Regions from separate parts of the Anas platyrhynchos genome. Here region 1 is linked to region 2. The links are chromatin contacts, called in public Hi-C maps. All regions are on one chromosome and are shown on one strand. Each heading gives the region's core, a stretch centred on a gene start, on an enhancer-like site or on the middle of the called end of the contact. The rest is flanking DNA. Distances are from core to core; before and after follow the strand shown.

Region 1 (3,347 bases), core at 848-3,347, 190 kb after region 2:
AAGAAATTCTTCACCCAGGGGGTGGTGAGGCCCTGGCACAGGCTGCCCGGAGAAGCTGTGGATGCCCCATCCCTGGAGGTGCTCAAGGCCAGGCTGGATGGGGCTTTGGGCAACCTGGGCTGGTGGGAGGTGTCCCTGCCCATGGAACAGGATGGGCTTTAAGGTCCCTTCCAACCCAAACCATTTGATGATTCTCTGACGTGGAGCTGCTGCAGCCTCCTTGCCTGGAGGAGTGGGCAAAGAAGGGGGCACCCACCACATGGGGGACTGGGGTGCACACGTGTAACCCGTGTGGCTGTAAAGGAGTCACACGTGCAAAGCTGTGAAATGTTTATAATTAGTTACAGAAGGGTACTTAGACATTTTTAGGTGTCCAGGAAGACTTTATAAGCGTCTGAGATTGTTGTTTATCTTCTGTACTGCTCACGCTGATTCTGAACATATTCACTGATGGATGGTTAATTACATGTCATCAATAAATTGACAAACCTCACCCATCCTGACTTGATTTAAAGCCTAAGAGTTGAGCAGCTTTTCTCTGCATCGTACTGGTAAGTAGGCACAACTCACGTGAGTCGTAGGCAGCAATAAGATCTTATTGCAGCATTGATGTGCATGTTGGAGAAGCTTTATGACTTTGTATGAAGTAGCAGCAATTAAGCGTACATCTTAGTCGCCAGAACCAGGTCTGATCTGGAGACCACGTGGATAAGCAACTGCTTTATGCCCCAGTTCCATATTGATCATCGTTAAAATTTTAATTCATATAGATTGGGAACTTTCTGAAACGTTGCCCCTTCTCCCCGCCCCCAGCCAAATGGAAATTATTTCATTCCTCCCAACAAAGGTTTTTGCCAGGAACCTTTGTGCAGGCTCAGCAGAAGAGATTTGTGGTGTCCCTGATGACAGAGCCGAGCAAACAAACACCTTCCCACCCCAGATCATTGCTTTCCACCACAGTGTTCATGTCCCGGATAATTCCTTTACCATTAGCCTCTGCAGGATGGGTCTTCATCTCTCTCCTTTGAACTTATCAACTTTATGAATAATGAAACACCTCAGGAGCCTGACGGGCAGCGACTGACTCCAGACCAAGTGGTTCAGTCTGGGCTGCAGTCAGTGCTGCTCTCAGCAGCTCCTCGTTGCGGTGGTGATAACCTCAGGATGTGCCCTTATCACTGCAGGTACCCCCGGTGGCTCCAGCGAGTCGAGCACTAGTCAATACCCCCAGGTTGAAAGCATCAATTAACCAAACTCATGGCAACGTGGGAACCCGCTCTGTTCTGCAGACCCCCAAACCCCAGTGTTCGTCATTGCTATGAGTATGGATGAAAACCCAAAATGTTTCTTTTGTAGGATTTTGATTATTTTAAATTAAAATGAACACTGGCGGATACTTTTTTTGACATCAGTTGAAAAGTCACGAAATACTAATGTATGTATGTATGCCCCCACACATATGTAGATGTATTTTGTATATTCCATTTAGGAAATCCCACCTGTCAAGCATCTTCTCCTTCTGCATCTTTAATGAAATCAGTGTGTGTTTTTTGGTTGTTTTTTTTTTGTTTTTGTTTTTTTGTTTTTTCCCGGTACTGTTTTATTTTGTGTAACCAGAAAACTGAATCCATAGAAGTCATTTCCCATCTGTGGCCATCAGTCTTCTCTCACACAAATAAAATTGTATTTGGCAATTCTCAAACATTCAGTGACAGAAGAATTTAATTTTTATGTTCTATTCTTTGTATTCTATAGAAATCCGAATGCTTTGGATGATTGTCTGTTACACTCCCACGTGAAATTTATTTAATCTGATATCAAAATGAGAATCAACAATGACAACCCATCCCTACTGAAATCAGCATAACTACCAGAGCTGCTGTGGGGATGCATTGACTGAAGAAGAGAGGAGGAATTGTTACTGGAAGAAAGAGTGCCAAATGGAGAAGGAAGCTCAGGAAGGAGTTGCAGAAGATTAACGGAGAAGAAACAAGCTTGAAACCCACAAATCTCTCACCATTTCTTTAACTGTTGCTGCAGACTGGCATGTCTGCACAGGATGAACCAGTGCCTGACTTCACTGCAGAAAATTGACAGCGGCAGGGCTGAGGAGTTCCCAACTTGCACATCCGTGTAAAAATATCTCCATGCACACTTTCATATATTCTCCAACAGATAAAGCACGTCAAGCCAAGCAACCTGAAAGCGTTGATTAATTTGCCCCCAAAGCAGTAAAAGTAAGCCACCATCTGTTATTCTTGTCAGTTCTTTATTGGTTTTCATCCTAGACTAGCACATTTACAGCATACATGGGTTGGATGAATTAGAATATATAAAACAGTAGCCATATGTTTATGATATATTAATACTGCCCAAAAACAAATAAATAAAAATATTTCAATGCACAAAGCTTGGCAAATACAATTGTGTTGGGACAAAACAGTGTTGTATTATACAATAATTTTACATGTATAAATGAAACAAAAGGCAACTGTGCTGTAGGTACTTTCACAGAACATACACAGAACATACTTGGCAACTTTTTTTTTTTTTACCTTTGTATGTTTTATAATTTAAAAAATTACTCAAAAAAGAACATTAGACAGAACTTCATTTTACAGTAATCCTTAAATTTGCCTCTCCTGTGCAACAGAAAAGCTTACTTCACCCCTGTGAAGTCCCCGATGTGGATTTCAAGTTTCACAGTTTTTCAATGAACTGCTCAAGATCTTACTGTTCGCGATGCCCTTTAAAACAAGCCATTGACGTGCATGTACTGACACCGTTGTATATATAAAACGTTAGCTGGACGATGAGGTTTTACATGTAAGCGTACTAAAATCAGAATATTTTAAACAAAATAATGCAATACTGGAGACCGGTATGCCACCACTTTAAAAAGGTGAGCGAAAACCATGCATATAGAAAATTCGGGAACTTTTTCTGATTACACTGGTATACAAAATAAATAAAGGCTCACTAAGCTCTAGAGTAGATCTAATGATTGCTGGCCACAACCTAAGAGAGTGGCTCTGCTAATTGTTACAACAGACCTCTCGGTATTTTCTTCTGAAGCGGAACATTGGAAGGTTTTTAGTGTAACAATACAGGACTTAAAATATTAACTATGTTTGAAATATACAAAATAAAATCATCAACTCATAAAAACTAAGGGATACAAAGAGTATAGTTTATACAAAAATAAATGTAGCATTTAATAACGGGCCAGGGACTGAAGGTTGAACAGAACTAATGGAATAATGCCTAAATAAATCCCACTGAAAAGTTTTTCAACTGTATATTTGCTTACATATTTGCAAAAACCCAAAAATAAAAGCAACACATTT
Region 2 (3,542 bases), core at 266-2,765:
TGGACTCTTTCACTCCACTATTTCTGTGCAGTCCTGTGACAACTTCTGGCACAGCATCTAATCATTTTCTAGGCTGATCTAGTACCAGAGAAATGGACCACATCATACTGCATCCTATCACTTACACACAGCTCAAAAACCTCTCTCTTACAGTTTTAATATTTTTAGCCCTACTAATGACTGCTATCCGTGCCAGACTGATGGCACGTTTGTTGGTTATTTCTTTCAAATCTGAAAAAATCAAGCTTTAACAGTACCTCTTTCTCTCAAATATTAATGTCAGCTCAGGTGATATCATTGTAGATTTCTAAAACTAGGTGGGATAAATTCATTTCAGGTGTGTCTTCAAGTACTCACTGCTTCTAAGCTACTTCTGCACTTTGCAAGTCACTTAGGAAAGATCTGAGTGACTCTGTAAGATGCAAGCAAGCTTGAAATGCTCTACACCCTCTAATGTCACAGTATGAAATACCTCTTACAAATCACAGCATTCCAGTGGAATCAGATGACACTGCTTAAAATAAATGAAAATTATTATTTTTTTTTTAGGAGTGAGTTGGCTTGAGGGATACAAAAACTATCTAAGCCATTTTCATTTTTAACATTTTCTCCAGGTTTCTTTCAAACATTTTTACAGATGCACAAGAAAAACAAACAAACAAGAATAGAAAACATAAACTAAAAAAGTGGCACACCAAGAAAAATCAAAATACTTTTATAAAGCTGATGATTTTGGAAAACCATTTCAAAATAAATTTAAAAGTCACTGATAAGTAGACAGATAGGGTAACAACCATCCGGAAAAGGTCAGCCTACTCTAAAATACTCAACATTTTTCAGAATCATCACTTCATCAAACCTGTATGAGCTGAAATATTTTCTCCTTCACCAGTGGCAGCTTGTCCTTCATAGACTGGGATGTATCAATAAGAATATAGACATCATCTTCAAACACATTCCCAAAGAGCCCTCTGCTTCCTTGTTGAAGCCACTTAATTCTGGGCAAGGAAAAAAAAAATATATATATATATAAGATCTTGGGAGAACTGTGTATCAGCATCTAACAGAAAGGATCTTTTATCACTGCTGTATTTTCTATTCCTGTTGTTTAAATGCTGTTGTCCATCCCTGTCATAAGCAGCATATTGGCCTTGCTGAACCAGTCATCTTTCACTACATAACAACACAAGACATTTTTATTTTCTAATTTCAATGGGGATCTGAAGATGAACAAAAAACGCATGCACAAAAAAAAAAAAAGTATAATGTCAATATGTATAATGGCAATTATACAGTAGTTTGAGCTAGCAAATCCCATGAGAAAGTACCTATAACTATTGCCTCTGTAACTGTTCTCCAGCCTGAACTCAAGAAATCATTTAAGCATCCGCTAATACACTTCCCTTTTCAGGAAACCACTTGAGAACCTATTCTGCAAGCAACTTGAGCACTTTAAAGAGTCTTAATGTAACACAGATGCTTCAATGCCTTGTTGACCCAGGGCCTTAAACACAGACTGAGTTTTACATTTTAAACAGGATTTACGCATGCCTGCCAGCTAAATACGTGCATGCATACAGTTGTGTACAACAACATTTCCTTAGTAACAGCTGCAACAGGTCCAAATCTAATTTCCCATGAGATTCATAAACTACTTGACTACTCTGAAACACAGGCATTTTAGCAGACGGAATATAATGGCCCTGGGAAAAATATTACTCATCTCCCACAGAGGTTTAAAAAACTATATCACAGAAAGTAAAAAGATCCTATTACATTCACTACTGACAGCCATTTTACCATTAGTTATTTCCCCCAAAGTGTTTGATGAAGTCTACCAAGACTTCTTAACAATGAGGTGAACCTTTTTAAACATCAAACCCATGACCTTGGCTTGGATTTTATAAACACAACAAAGCCCTTTACCTCAGATTTTCCTTTCACTGCATGTTAATCATGTTAATGTTATACTAAATACAGCAAGATGAAGATAAATTAAAATGAACAACAAAACTCTGTTTGACCCTGCTAAATATATTCAGGCTATTACATTCTGATAGAGAAGCTGCAGTAAAACAAAAGTTCACATCCTGCTTTCTTCAGTGAGACATCTCATTGTCCTAATATACAAAACACAGGGCAATATTTATTCTTCCTTTTGAATCTACAATCTCTATTTTGAATGTTTCCTTCTCATCCTAATGTAGATACAAAACCTAGGAAATATGTAATCTATAATGGAGATATCCACTTTGAAATTAGCCAAAACTTTCTTTCCAGACAGCACAGAAATGGGTCACAATTCAATCTGATTTACTTAAGGACATCTTTAGGACAGAGGAATCAGACCCTCTAATGGCCTATTTTTTTTTTTTGCAGCCATCCTACAGAATCTCAGAGTGCATCTATATGGCTAAAGAAAAGCAAAACTAATTGAGCGCTGAACTTCTGATCGTAGGTGTTACTTAATGGTTAGCTCATGCCTTAACCTTGATCAAACTTGTTCTCTTCAACACAAAATTGGAGAAAAGGGCACAAGCCAATAGATGCTACTTGGTGCTAGAGGTATCACAAGGGATTCCTAGGTGGGCAGGAGGAACAACTCTGGAAGTTCTCTGCCTTGTTCCAATGTACCCTAAGTTCCAATGTTTTCTTCCACTGCCAGAAGTATTTCTACAATGTGCTGACTGACTTTTGTCTTTGTGTTACAGAAGAAGAATAAAAGATACTGCTCATCGGTTTTCTTAGGTGGCTACTAAGAAATCTTACACGCGAATGGATTTCTGGCTTAATACTGCTACTGGCAATGTACCAACTACTTGAGCTTATTATGACAGGAAATGTCAAACATTTTAACACTCGTGAAATAACACAAAATGTTTTTATGTGACAGAACACTAACCTTCCTTCCACTTGTCTGAGAGCAGTCCTCATTTTCTCTTCATACCACTTATACTTTTCTGTAGTAACATATACATGAACTACTGATCCATCTTTCCAGAAGGTATGTACAAACTTGTCACAGTATTTTGCGTGAATTACTTTCCTCTTTGTCTCCTACAGGCAGGAAAAACAGGTTTCAGTTCCAAGATATATATTTATTTATTTATTTTTTGCTGTGCCCTACAATATTTAGTAAACAAACTTCAAAGGTACGGCCTTGTTGCAAATGAACAGGTGCAGAAATGGACACAGAATAGGGTGGTCATGGAATTTGCTTCTAGCACAAGTCAATAGAAACTGATTTTATTCTTGTAGCTTGCAAGAGCGGAAGCTTACTGAACAGTGCAATGGTAGAGCTTGAAAAAAACAAATAGTTAAGAAAAATTAGTTCAAATTTGCTTAAAGACCTGCAAGTGTTGGAGCAGCTGAGACCAGCACTTCTAAGGAAAATGAAAATGTCAAGGAACGTTTGCCCTACCCCACATAAAAGAGAGGAAAATAAGGCATTGCTTAAGCCAGGCCTGATTCTTTCCTGAAGAGTATATGTGGACCAGGAAGAAGTCATTTTCAAATAGCCCTTTGAAACAGTTTTTGACCAT

The links. Hi-C and Micro-C count contacts between places; a contact is called where the count stands out from the background.
Region 1: a contact with region 2 is called in a Hi-C map of subcutaneous adipose tissue, with 4 times the contacts expected there. The contact joins the promoter of LOC140000613 here to the enhancer-like site in region 2. A contact is called at or near these places in 3 of 8 Hi-C or Micro-C datasets (liver, skeletal muscle and subcutaneous adipose tissue).

What each region holds. Positions count from the first base shown.
Region 1 is chr1:139,588,682-139,592,028 of IASCAAS_PekinDuck_T2T, forward strand. It overlaps LOC140000613, which reads right to left and starts at 2,098. Exons shown (of 1, transcript XM_072030743.1): 1 at 1-2,098. INPP4A (inositol polyphosphate-4-phosphatase type I A) reads right to left here. Exons shown (of 25, transcript XM_072030729.1): 25 at 2,251-3,347.
Region 2 is chr1:139,397,511-139,401,052 of IASCAAS_PekinDuck_T2T, forward strand. VWA3B (von Willebrand factor A domain containing 3B) reads right to left here. Exons shown (of 29, transcript XM_027446666.3): 11 at 2,903-3,057; 12 at 860-998. Among named protein-coding and RNA genes, the nearest start is that of VWA3B, 29 kb to the right of the region's middle. Within about 2 kb of position 1,516, at least 1 of the 8 cell types and tissues checked has an H3K27ac peak or open chromatin away from gene starts, as enhancers often do. A contact at or near this core is called in subcutaneous adipose tissue, where this site is marked.